3 separate regions of the Triticum aestivum genome follow, and regions 2 and 3 are each linked to region 1. The links are chromatin contacts, called in public Hi-C and HiCAR-type maps. All regions are on one chromosome and are shown on one strand. The core of a region is the stretch at or near the end of the contact, and the rest is flanking DNA. Distances in the headings are between cores, read along the strand shown. Region 1 holds the start of LOC123096752 (RHOMBOID-like protein 1). Region 2 holds the start of LOC123096749 (scarecrow-like protein 34). Region 3 holds the start of LOC123096750 (scarecrow-like protein 34).

Region 1 (3,848 bases), core at 721-3,220:
GTTCTGAAAATCAAATATGCATGACGAATATCCTATTTCGTTTTCCATCATTTCTTTCCATGTCCTTCATTTCAAATGAAGTGATGCAACACACTTTGAAAGATCAAATTCACTGTAGCTCTTAGTATGCATCAGTCAAATGACCAGAAGTTAACACAAAAATGTTCCCAGTTCACGCAAAAAAAAAAAACAGAGCAAGGATGAAGTTTCTGAAAATATCTGAGCAAAGTAGTTATACTTCTAATCAAGACCGAAGAATACATATAGGTTATAATCTAATACTCCCTCCATCCCACAATATAAGATCGTTTTTCAAGCTAACATAACTTGGAAAACGATCTTACATTGTGGGACGGAGGGAGTAACATTTTGTGGCTATGTGGCATAATCCTCACCTCTTAGTTGTAAACACAGCGTGCAACTACTGCTGTTCATTGTATTTGCACTTCCAAAATAACATAAAAGTCAAATTGCGGGCAACACCATAAAAGTCCAATTGTGCAGTAACATTGTTAAAGTCAAATGGTACAGAACCATCAACACCTAGAACGGTTGACAAGATAATCTGATTTTTTTCTCAAGCCATCACCAACACCAATCACGAGCAGAGGATCTAAATCAACTAAAGTTAACAAAGCTACATAAGCCAATACCAAGTCTAAAGATGTCATACACCTGACTTGGCAAGCAAATTGCTCACGTCGACATTTAATATTTCAGCTGTTAGTTTCTTCTTTGAAATGGACGGCAGGAGCTCTGCCCATTCATTAGAGAAACTAGAACTTACAAGTATAACACCTGTCCCTGATGGAAAGGTACTTAATGATCAGTTTCAGAATACTCTTGTAACCCCAGCTTAATTACCAACTCGGTAAGAAGGCTTTAGTTTTATTTGATGAGAAAAGAAAAAAGCAGAATCCTAAACTTGATTAGATACATTGAAAGATCGGCCTGCAGAGTTCACACCTAGAGGATCGACTGATTGTTTAGATGGTCTGAAACTCGGAATGTTTGTGTACCTTATACAAGTTTCCCCTCAAAGACTTGTGGATTGCTAGGTCACAAAATTCCCTCATCCACAAACCCAGGAAAAAAAGAATCAGTATGTCGCCGACGGAAGCATCAGTAGTTGTCCCAATTCCAATTGCAAAATAGAATTCACCAACCTAATTGAGGATCAACCTCAATTGCTCGAGTGTAAACACACGAGGTCTTAAACATGTCAACAAGAAGAAAAATATATAATCCTTGAGTAAATCGAGTTGGTTCTGCTGTTTGCAATTGTACTGGTCAGTAAGAAAGGGGAACCGGAAATTAAGTCTTGTCAATCTTTAACTAGACTCACTGTCCTCCTCTAAGCAAGGAAGGAAATGCACAGTTGGAGGAAGCAAACGAAGGGGGGAGGAAGAAGAGGAGGAGGAGGGTAGCAGCTTGCGTACGTGGTGGAGGATGGGCCGAGGAGCGGGTTCTCCTTGAGCGGCTGGAAGGCGAATCGGCCGAGAAAGCCCGCGGTGCAGTTGCCGGCGCTGCGGTTGGGGCAGTCGTTAACGAACATGGTGACGAGGAAGACGGCGACGCAGGCGATGGAGGCGGCCGGGACGAGCCAGGGCGTCCATCGGCGGTAGTAGGGGCGCGCCCTGAGGCGTGCCGAGTTGGGGTGCACGGGCGGGCGCTGCGGGCGCTCGACGCGGACCTCGACGGTGCCAGTGCCCGGACCGGCGCCCGCGCCCGCGGGCTTCATCATGGCGTGGGAGAAGGAGGGATCCCGACAAGGGGGGAGGAGGCTGGCGGAGGAAGCGAGGGAGGGCGGCGAGGCGTGAGGAGTGGGGGACGGGAGAGAGTTGTGGCCTGGCTTGTGTTGGTGCTGGCAGCAGAGCAGAAGAAGACGCTTCCTTTCGGCCGCGAGGGGAGGGGAGGGGAAGCCGCGTTGTGCTGGTCTGCTTTCTTTGACTCTGTTTGCCTTGCGGCTACAACTGTCAGGGTCACACAGACAGGAAGGAGAAGTGGTAGCTTGAGAGAGAAAGAGATTGCTTCAGCTGCGTCGGGTTGCGTAGCCGAGGAGGAAAATGATGGATAAATAAAGTAAAAGGATAGTGAAATTCCTGCGATGGCTTGAAGGAGAGTCGTTGTGGGCGGTGGTGGGTGGGTTGGCCAACTCCGGCTGCGAAATGGGAATGGAGCCAGCAATGTAGCGTCTCATCTGCTGCATCTGCAAATCAGCTCCTTACTTACTTGGGTAAAAGTGGATCGTCTGCACGGCTGGAAAGCGGTTTTCTTTCTCTAATTAGCCAGCTACGAGTAAGTTCCATGATTCCAGCATTCGTCATCCGTCACTGCCGATCCATCTGTCGCTATATACGCCAGCTTTAGCCATCGGTGCAACCATATCGGGTTTGCTTCGCGGCGACACATGCGCAAATTGCAGCAATCACCCGTTTGCGGAACCACCTGTTTTCAGAGTATATAGCAAAAAACTACCGCATGCTATGCCTACAAAAAACTATTATTATTTTTAATCTTTCAAAAAACTATCACAAAATTGGTTCGCGGTTTCAAAAAACACTAATGACTCGATGATTAAAATTTGATTCGGATTATGACGGGGTGGGCCCACATGTTTGTTTGATTGTTAGGTTGACCGTTAAGTCTGACGTTATGACAGTGGGCCCACATGTCAGCTTCTTCTTTGCCCCTTCTTCCCTAGCACCGCTGGCCTCATTTTCCTCCGTCCATGGCCGTCATCGAGGGGAAGTCGCGTCAAAGGCCATCGGGAGGGGAGGCGGGGTGGGGGAGGAGGTGCACTTGAGGCCGTCGGGAGGGGAGGATGAGCTCGCCGGCTCTAGCCCCGACCAGATCAGGCTGCCAACGGCCGCAATGCGCGTCCATGGCTGACCATGGCGGGGCTGCCGACGCAGGAGTGAGCAGCAGCAGCGACGTTGGCAGGCGGCGACAGCGGTGGCGGGCAGCAACGGAGAGCGGCGGCGGCGGCGGGCAGCAGTGGAGATTAGCAGCGGCGGCGGGCAGCAATGGAGAGTAGCAGCGGCGGCGGGCAGCACTGGGGGTGGCGGCGGGCAGCAATGGGCGAAGCTGCAGTCCACACCCTGTGCGCGGCGCTGGATTCCGGCGAGACGCGGCGGCGCGACGACTTTTAGGCGGGCGAGCGGATCCTGGCGGCGACAACAATAGGCGCTGGACGGGAGACCGACGGAGGTGCGGGAGGAGCCCCTCATAGCCAGCGGCCAGGGCAGCGACGCTCGTAGGTGGGCCTTGCTCGCCGGCCGTCGGCGGGACTCCGGTAGGTGCTGATGGCACGGGGGCGTCGTGCTCCCTCGCGCGAGCAGTTAGTGGCGACGATGTGAATTGGGAGGATGGGTGGTTTCCAGCTGCGAGCTGCTGCTGCTTGCCGCCGGCCATGGCGCCGCAGCTGCTGCCAGAGCACACCGGCAGACCAACACATCGGCTCCGGCGACGAGCTCGCTGCGAGGACCCGATTGCTTTTTGTATTTTTTCACAGGGGCCCGATTGCTTTTTTTTTTAAAATATAACAGGGACCTGATTGCTTCTTTTAAAAAGTTGGGCCCCGCCTGTCATAACCCGTCAACGGTCAATCTAACGTTTAAACCTAAGGGTCAACATGACGAGTGGGCCCGAGCTGTCATAATCTAGTTTAAAACTTAACTGCTCAACCATTAGTGCTTTTTGGAACAGCGAACCAATTTTGTGGTAGTTTTTTTGAAACATTAAAAAAATGGTAGTTTTTTATAGACATAGCCTGTAATGTGGTAGTCTTTTTGTTATATACTTCCTGTTTCCATCCATCATCTTTTCCCGTTGTGTTACACAGTGAT
Region 2 (3,848 bases), core at 688-3,187, 410 kb after region 1:
CCCGTAACTCTCCGGTACTCCGAAAAATACCCGAATCACTCGGAACCTTTCCGAAGTCCGAATATAGTCGTCCAATATATCGATCTTTACGTCTCGGCCATTTCGAGACTCCTCGTCATGTCCCCGATCTCATCCGGGACTCCGAACTCCTTCGGTACATCAAAACACATAAACTCAGAATATAACCGTCATCGTAACGTTAAGCGTGCGGACCCTACGGGTTCGAGAACTATGTAGACATGACCGAGACACCTCTCCGATCAATAACCAATAGCGGAACCTGGATGCTCATATTGACTCCCACATATTCTACGAAGATCTTTATCGGTCAGACCGCATAACAACATACGTTGTTCCCTTTGTCATCGGTATGTTACTTGCCCGAGATTCGATCGTCGGTATCTCGATACCTAGTTCAATCTCGTTACCGGCAAGTCTCTTTACTCGTTCCGTAATACATCATCCCGCAACTAACTCATTAGTCACAATGCTTGCAAGGCTTATAGTGATGTGTATTACTGGGTGGGCCCAGAGATACCTCTCCGACAATCGGAGTGACAAATCCTAATCTCGAAATATGCCAACCCAACAAGTACCTTTGGAGACACCTGTAGAGCACCTTTATAATCACCCAGTTACGTTGTGACGTTTGGTAGCACACAAAGTGTTCCTCCGGTAAACGGGAGTTGCATAATCTCATAGTCATAGGAACATGTATAAGTCATGAAGAAAGCAATAGCAACATACTAAACGATCAAGTACTCAGGGCCAAACACAGCAATCATAGCCTTGCAGAAGTTATACAGGGACTCTAGGCATGTAGACTCGCTCATACGGACGTACTCGTCAATGAGATCACCGGGCACTCCGTATGCAAGCATTCGGATGGCGCGCAGTGCATTTCTGATAAGAGGAGAAACCAATCTTGCCGACGGCATCATCTTTGCACTCGAAGTAGTCATCATAGCCGACCACTCCCTCTCTAATACGGTTGAAAACATGCCTACTCATACGGAACCGGCGGCGGAATTTGTGATGTTTGAACAACGGGTTTGTTGTATCAAAGTAGTCCTTTCAGAGAAGGAAATGCCCACTCTCTCGGTTACGATTCAACGCCGGAAGGTGGCCCGGAATGGAGCCGCGGCACAACGGCCGCTGGTTGTTGATGTGGTGATGGACCAACACGGCAGCCAATATCTCCTCCTCGTCATCAGACGACGAATCGTCGGAGTCGCAAATGAAATTGTGAAAAAAGAACTCGTCGGCGGAGTCCATTTTCGTACCTTGGCAAACTGTCGAACAACTTGCGGGTGACGAAGAAGGAGACGGCCGGCGAGGGGAGACGCGGCGCGCACAGACCAGCTAGCTGCCCTGCCGGCGTCCGACGAGTGTGACGGCGTCCGACGAGCGTGCCGGTCGTATGTGGCGGGGGCGGCGAGGCGTCTTCTTGGTCGCGGGCGGCGGTGCGGAGGAAGCGGCGGCGGGAACCAGTTTGCTCCCCGGCGGCAAAACGGCGGCGGCGGGCGACTGGGGACAGAGGCAGCGTTGCTGGGCGGATGTGGAGGCGGCGGCAGCTGGAAGAGTCGCCGCAAAAATGGGCGGCGGCGTCGGCGACGGAGGAGGCGGGGGCGAGGGTTGCTCGTTGGCCTGAGGGAGGGAGGCCAATGTGCCACAGACCAACGGGCCCGGGGACAGGAGTAGGCGACCGCGCGCGCGTCCGCGCCGACGCAAATCAGGTTTAAAAATGGGCCGGGAATGGGTCGCCCGCGGACGAAAAACCGACGCGCGTCCGTTTGGGTCGGCGCGTTGGGCCGCCTTTTCTGTCCGCGCCGACCCAAACAGACGGCCGCGGACGAAATGAGTCGCCCCATTAAAGCTGCTCTCCCATACGTATTCTGCTTTGCTTGCTTGCTTGCTAGGGTTGGGTTGGTGTACCTGCACTGCATTGCACGGGCCAGCTTCATTCATTTTGTTCTCCTCCTCCTCCATTTCTCATCTCACTGCACTGCAAGGCTCCTTCCTGGAACCTTCCCTCCTCCGTGCCCATGCTTCCATCCCATCCTATCCTTTTAAAGAAGAAGAAATGCAGCGGAGTAATGTCCAACGCAGCCTTGATAGCTACTCTACTCCAGTGGCAAGTACCAACCAGAAGCGCAATGGCCGCCACGCCGGAGGAGTTCCTGGGGCAGCAGGGTTTCCTTGCGCGCCTCGAGCCGCCCTCCCCGTCCCTCTTCCTCGACCTGCCGCCGACGCCCCGCGACGACGACGGCCACTCCTCCTTCGACGACATGGTGCTCCCCTACATCTCGCGCCTGCTCATGGAGGAGGGCACGGAAGACCACCTCTTCTACCTCTACCCCAACCACCCCGCCGTCCTTCGCGCGCAGCAGCCCTTCGCGCAGATCCTCGTCGACGTCGCCGACAGCGCCAGCGCCAGCGGCTCCACCTCCTCGCCCTCGCCCTCCTCCTCTTCCGACGCCACTGCCTCCACCACCCCCAGCACCGCAACTGCATCGGCATCGGCATCGCCCGACGACGCACCAGTCCAGATCTCACGGCCGCCCTACACCGACGTCAACGGCCATGCCTCCGCCTCCCCGGACAATCACAGCTCGGGGCTCCTCAACGGCGACGAGATGGCCAAAAGGCCGAGCTCTGACTTCTTCAGTCACTTGTTGCCCGGCGACCAGGACATGCTCAACCTGGCCTTCCGCAAAGGCATGGAGGAGGCTAGCAAGTTCTTGCCGCCCGACATCAGCCTGCCGCCAATCAACGAGGGGACAGTGGTGGGAGGCGGGAATGCTGTCAGCCTCAAGAAAAAGAGGGCCGCACTGCCACTGGAGCCGGATGTGGGCAGGCCCAGCAAATTGATGATGCCGGAGCAGGAGGAACGCAAGATGTTTGACGAAATGATGTTCCAGGAACACGAGATATGCATGAAGGGGACTCACAACCTGATCGCCGCAGCGGACGGCGAGCCCGGGAAGAACAGCCGGAAGAAGGACCGGTCGAGAAAGGCCGTCGATGATAGGGAGATGGTGGACCTGCACACGCTGCTGCTCAACTGCGCTCAGGCGCTGTCCACGGACAACCGCCAGAGCGCCATTGAGCTGCTGAAGCGAATCAGGCAGCATTCGTCCCCGAAGGGGGACGCAGGGCAAAGGCTGGCGCATTATTTCGCCAATGGGCTGGAGGCACGGCTGGCGGGTAGGGGGAGCGAGCTGTACCAGTCACTCCTCCTAAGTCGCATCTCGGTCGCCGACTTCCTCAAGGCCAACCAGCTTTACATGGCGGCTTGCTGCTGCAAGAAGGTGGCCTACATCTTCGCCGACAAGACCATCTGCAATGCTGTGGCCGGTAAGAGACGGTTGCACATTGTGGACTATGGTCTGAATCAAGGACTCCAGTGGCCGGGTTTGCTACGCATGCTCGCGGCTAGAGAAGGTGGGCCGCCGGAGGTGAGGATCACCGGCATTGACCTCCCTCAACCTGGGTTCCACGGAGCCTACCACATCGAGGAGACGGGGCGCAGACTCAGCAACTTCGCCCGCGTGTTCGGCGTGCCGTTTAAGTTCCGTGGTATCCCAGCAAAGCGGGAGACTGTCCGGCCGGAGGACCTGAACATCGACCGGGACGAGGTGCTTGTGGTGATCAGTCTTTGCCAATTCAGGCACCTGATGGACGAAAGCCTCGGCTTTGATGGTCCAAGCCCAAGGGATCAGGTCCTCAACAACATCAGGAAGATGCGTCCAGATGTGTTCATCCATGGCATTATGAATGGCTCATACGGCGCTACATCCTTCCTGACACGGTTCCGGGAGGCGCTGTTCCATTACTCGGCCCAGTTC
Region 3 (3,848 bases), core at 1,007-3,506, 390 kb after region 1:
GGAGGTGGCGATGTTTCCTGGAAGTCTTGCCAGCAAACGATCTTAACGAGATCGACAATGGAAGCAGAATTAACAGCATTAGACACATCTGATGTCGAAGCAGGATGGCTTCGAGATCTTTTGATGGACTTGCCAGTGGTTGATAAACCGGTTCCGGCTATCCATATGAACTGTGACAATCAGACTGTCATCACTAAGGTGAAGAGTTCAAAGGACAACATGAAGTCCAACAAACACATAAGAATGAGACTAAAAGCTATCAGAAAACTAAGAAACTCCGGAGTGATAGCGTTGGAATATGTCCAAACGGCTAAGAATCTGGCAGATCCCTTTACAAAGGGCTATCGCATGTTGTGATAGATAATGCATCGAGGGAGATGGATATGAGACCCACATGAGTTGCCATGGTAGTAACCCAACCTATGTGATCGGAGATCCCGTGAAGTAGGACATGGGAAAACAAGCTAGTGGTTAACTGAGGAGAGTATTTTAACTAACCCACTCCGTTGGAGATGCACAACTCTCGGTAACTGTATGGCAGGTTGAATTTTGTCTTATTGTGTTCCAAGGCTTGTAAAAGTAAGATGCTATCCTACAGAGCGATCTTTGGAGGAACACACCTATATGAGCCTGACTACTGGTCATAGTCTATGAGATTAGGGTAATCTCTAGTAAGTTCATGAACAGGCCAGGAGTGACCAATATGCTCCACCCGAGGGGTCAGCCTTCGGCAGCCTTGTACTGGTAAGACACTTGGTGAAACTCCTTCACGCCAAATTGACAATTCAAGGCCTAGTCCATTGTTCACTTGTGGAGGAGTGTAGCTATTTGTTCTAGGTGGATGTTCAACCTTAACGGGTCTCCACTGAAAATACCGGTATATTAAAACAGAGTTTGCAACATAGGACAACACCATGGGCCTTCGGGATCTGGTGGGGGATTGCTGAATATTAGTTGGGCTATAGGCCCATTTAACAATTTCAGAAAATCCCTAAGGACCCAGCTGTCAAGGGAGTGGTGGGAAGTTTAGTCCCACATGGCTAGTTGAGAGAGATTACACCAACTTATAAGGTGAGCTCTTCTCCCACTAGTATGAGTTGGTGTGAAGGAAGGAGAGGTGTTCCACACGCACGCTCCTCCTCCTCCACCGCCCGCCTCGTCACGACGCGCGCGCGCCGCGGGTTGCGGGAATGAGCCGAGCCGATGCAATGTTTTGCCGGTCAAAATTGGAGAGTCCATTACGTTTTATTATGAAGATGGAAACGTCTGTAATTAAACGTGTTTTTATGGAGATGAAACGTCTGTAATTAAACGGTTTTATTGCTGGACCGTTCTCCTACCCGACTGGTTATATATATATGAGGCATCGCAGCTCAACCAAAGATACAACACTTCACACCTCCACTGCTCCCTGGTCGTTTCTTTCACTGCTGCTGCCTTCGGTGATCCCATGCCGTCTACCGCGTACACGACTGACAGGAGAGAAGGCCTCCAAAACCCCGCTTCTCCAGATCCTGTACGGGAGAGAGGCAATTAGGTTTTTGGGGAGCCTCTCCTACGCGACTGCCGATCACGCGGCTGCCGAGAAGGCCGCTGCTGACAAGAGGATCACCGATGAGGCCAACGCCTCCGCTGCTGCTACGGCCGACTGGCCTACTGGAGGGTATAATACATTTACCCCGCTCCTGTTTTATTTTCATGTGTGCAGTACTAGTGGTTTGCATAGATGTTTCTACTATCTGCCTAGTACGTGCGTACACGGTACATCATCAAAATTCAGTATGTCATTAGCACTGCCTATGTCATGTTAATAATTTATTATTGAATTAAATTAATCGAACAATTACTTAATTTCTCAACAGTATCATGGACCATGAAATGGCGAACATGAGACGGACGTTCATTTAATCACCCAACCAGATAAAAGACAACACATTTCACGTTCGTTTGGGTCGGTCAGTTGGAGATGATCTACTGGATTCGGTATGGGGATGGATGCTATTTCTGATTGCTCGTACTTATTGCAAAGCTTTTTCAAGTGTCTCACCGGCCATGTCCCCTCTCCTCGAAGTCTCCATCGCTTACATGGCGCGACGACAGAAGGCCCAGTTGACAACAGCGGGTGTATAGGATCCCACATAAATGCACAGTGTGTGCTCCCCTGATGGATGTTGACCAGTTCAACCTTGCGGGCTCGTGGATCCAACGGCCCAGATGAAAGCGAACGACGTGCCCGTGCGGCTTTGACGCCAACGCCACCAGGGGGGCCACTACGACTTTCTACGAGCGAGCGTCGTCCTCGTCCCATCCCTTCCTCTTGTCGTCGCCGCGCGCCGCAGCCGCAGCCGCAGCCGCATCTGCATCTGCATCTCGTCCTCCTTCCCGGAACCTTCCCCGACCTTCCGCCGCGCGCCGGAGCTCTCCTCATCCTCGCCGTGCTTGATTTGCTTGGACGCCAAGCTCAAACCACTCCCCCATCTCATTATTATAGCCCAGCTCATCTCCCATCCAGTCCCCCTCCACAGAACATCACTAGTACTGTTGCTATTGCTGGCTAACCGTCATCGCGCCTCCGTCCATATACGCCAGACACCTGGGCCTGGGCCATGGCCGCCACGCCGGACGAGTTCCTGCGGGCGGGGGACGCGGAGCCCTTCTCCCCGTCGCTCTTCCTCGACCTGCCGCCAACGCCGTCGCCCCCGCGCGCCCCCGCCTCAGACGACCTCGACTTCATCTCGCGCATGCTCATGGAAGAGGACATCGACGACAAGTTCTTCTACCAATACCCCGACCACCCCGCCATCCTCTCCGCGCAGCACCACTTCGCCCAGATAATCTCCGACTCCAACACCGACGACTCCGCCAACACCGCCGTCGCCAGCTCCACCTTCTCCTCCGACTCTGCCACCGCCAGATCGGCCTCCTCCTGCTCCGACTCTGCCACAAACACCGGCAAATCGACCTCCTCCTCCCACTCCGCCACCAACACCGCCCACTCCACCTCCTGTTCCTCCTCACCCGGCGCCTTCGGCCCCGCCAATCCCACCTGGCCTTACGAGCGAATCGATCTCTCCCAGCCCCTCCACTCCCCCCCATACATCGGCCTGGGCTTCCCCGTCGACGGTGCCAACAACCTCCTCTTTTCCGGCGTCGGCACGCCCACCTCGGGATATTTCGGGCACACTCCGGCGCTCTCCAGGGGCAACAACGACCATTTCGTCGCCCCCGCTGGCCAGAACGGCCGCAGCACGGGCATTCAGAGCTTTGCGACCTTCGCGAATAGTAGCGCCGCCAAGGACGCCAAGACCTTGTCGAACAATGGCACGGAGAAGGCGGCCAAGCCGGCTACTCAGCCGGCTTGCCGAGGTGGCCCAGGCACCCCGGCTTCGGCCTTCTTCAATGGCCAGACTAACGGTGACGTGGACATGCTCAACATGGCGTTTCGCAAGGGCATGGAGGAGGCCAACAAGTTCTTGCCCACCAACAACACCCTCGACGCCATTTCCAACAGGCCGGTACCGCGCGACTTCACCGGTGACCAATTGAAGAAGGAGGAGGTGGATAGACTCAGAATGTTGATGTTCAGTAATGGCCGGGGGCGCAAGAACAGGCATGGCGTGGAAGACTTGGAGGCGGAGGCTGGCAGGAGATGCAAGCTGATGATGCCGGAACAGGAGGAAACTGGGGTAGGCGAGATGGTCGAGGAAATAATGCTTCACGGCCACGACATCATCATGAAGGGGATAGAGGATCTGCACATAGCAATGGGCACCGAGGCCGAGAAGAACCACAGGAAGGGCACCGGCAAGGCAGCGCGGGGGAGGCGGGGTGCAAGCGAGGTCGACCTC

What was found. Hi-C and Micro-C count contacts between places; a contact is called where the count stands out from the background. HiCAR-type assays count read pairs that join an accessible place to other places.
Region 2: a contact with region 1 is called in a Hi-C map of leaf, with 7 times the contacts expected there. The contact joins the promoter of LOC123096749 here to the promoter of LOC123096752 in region 1. A contact is called at or near these places in 2 of 5 Hi-C or Micro-C datasets (leaf and an unstated tissue).
Region 3: a HiCAR-type map of leaf shows a contact between it and region 1, with 10 times the contacts expected there. The contact joins the promoter of LOC123096750 here to the promoter of LOC123096752 in region 1. A contact is called at or near these places in 2 of 5 Hi-C or Micro-C datasets (both in leaf) and 1 of 1 datasets of contacts at active chromatin or transcription factors (leaf).

The regions. Positions count from the first base shown.
Region 1 is chr4D:122,903,593-122,907,440 of IWGSC CS RefSeq v2.1, reverse strand. LOC123096752 (RHOMBOID-like protein 1) reads right to left here and starts at 1,970. Exons shown (of 6, transcript XM_044518520.1): 1 at 1,440-1,970. The coding sequence starts at 1,744.
Region 2 is chr4D:122,497,847-122,501,694 of IWGSC CS RefSeq v2.1, reverse strand. LOC123096749 (scarecrow-like protein 34) reads left to right here and starts at 1,937. Exons shown (of 1, transcript XM_044518516.1): 1 at 1,937-3,848. The coding sequence starts at 2,046.
Region 3 is chr4D:122,514,504-122,518,351 of IWGSC CS RefSeq v2.1, reverse strand. It overlaps LOC123096750 (scarecrow-like protein 34), which reads left to right and starts at 2,256. Exons shown (of 1, transcript XM_044518517.1): 1 at 2,256-3,848. The coding sequence starts at 2,607.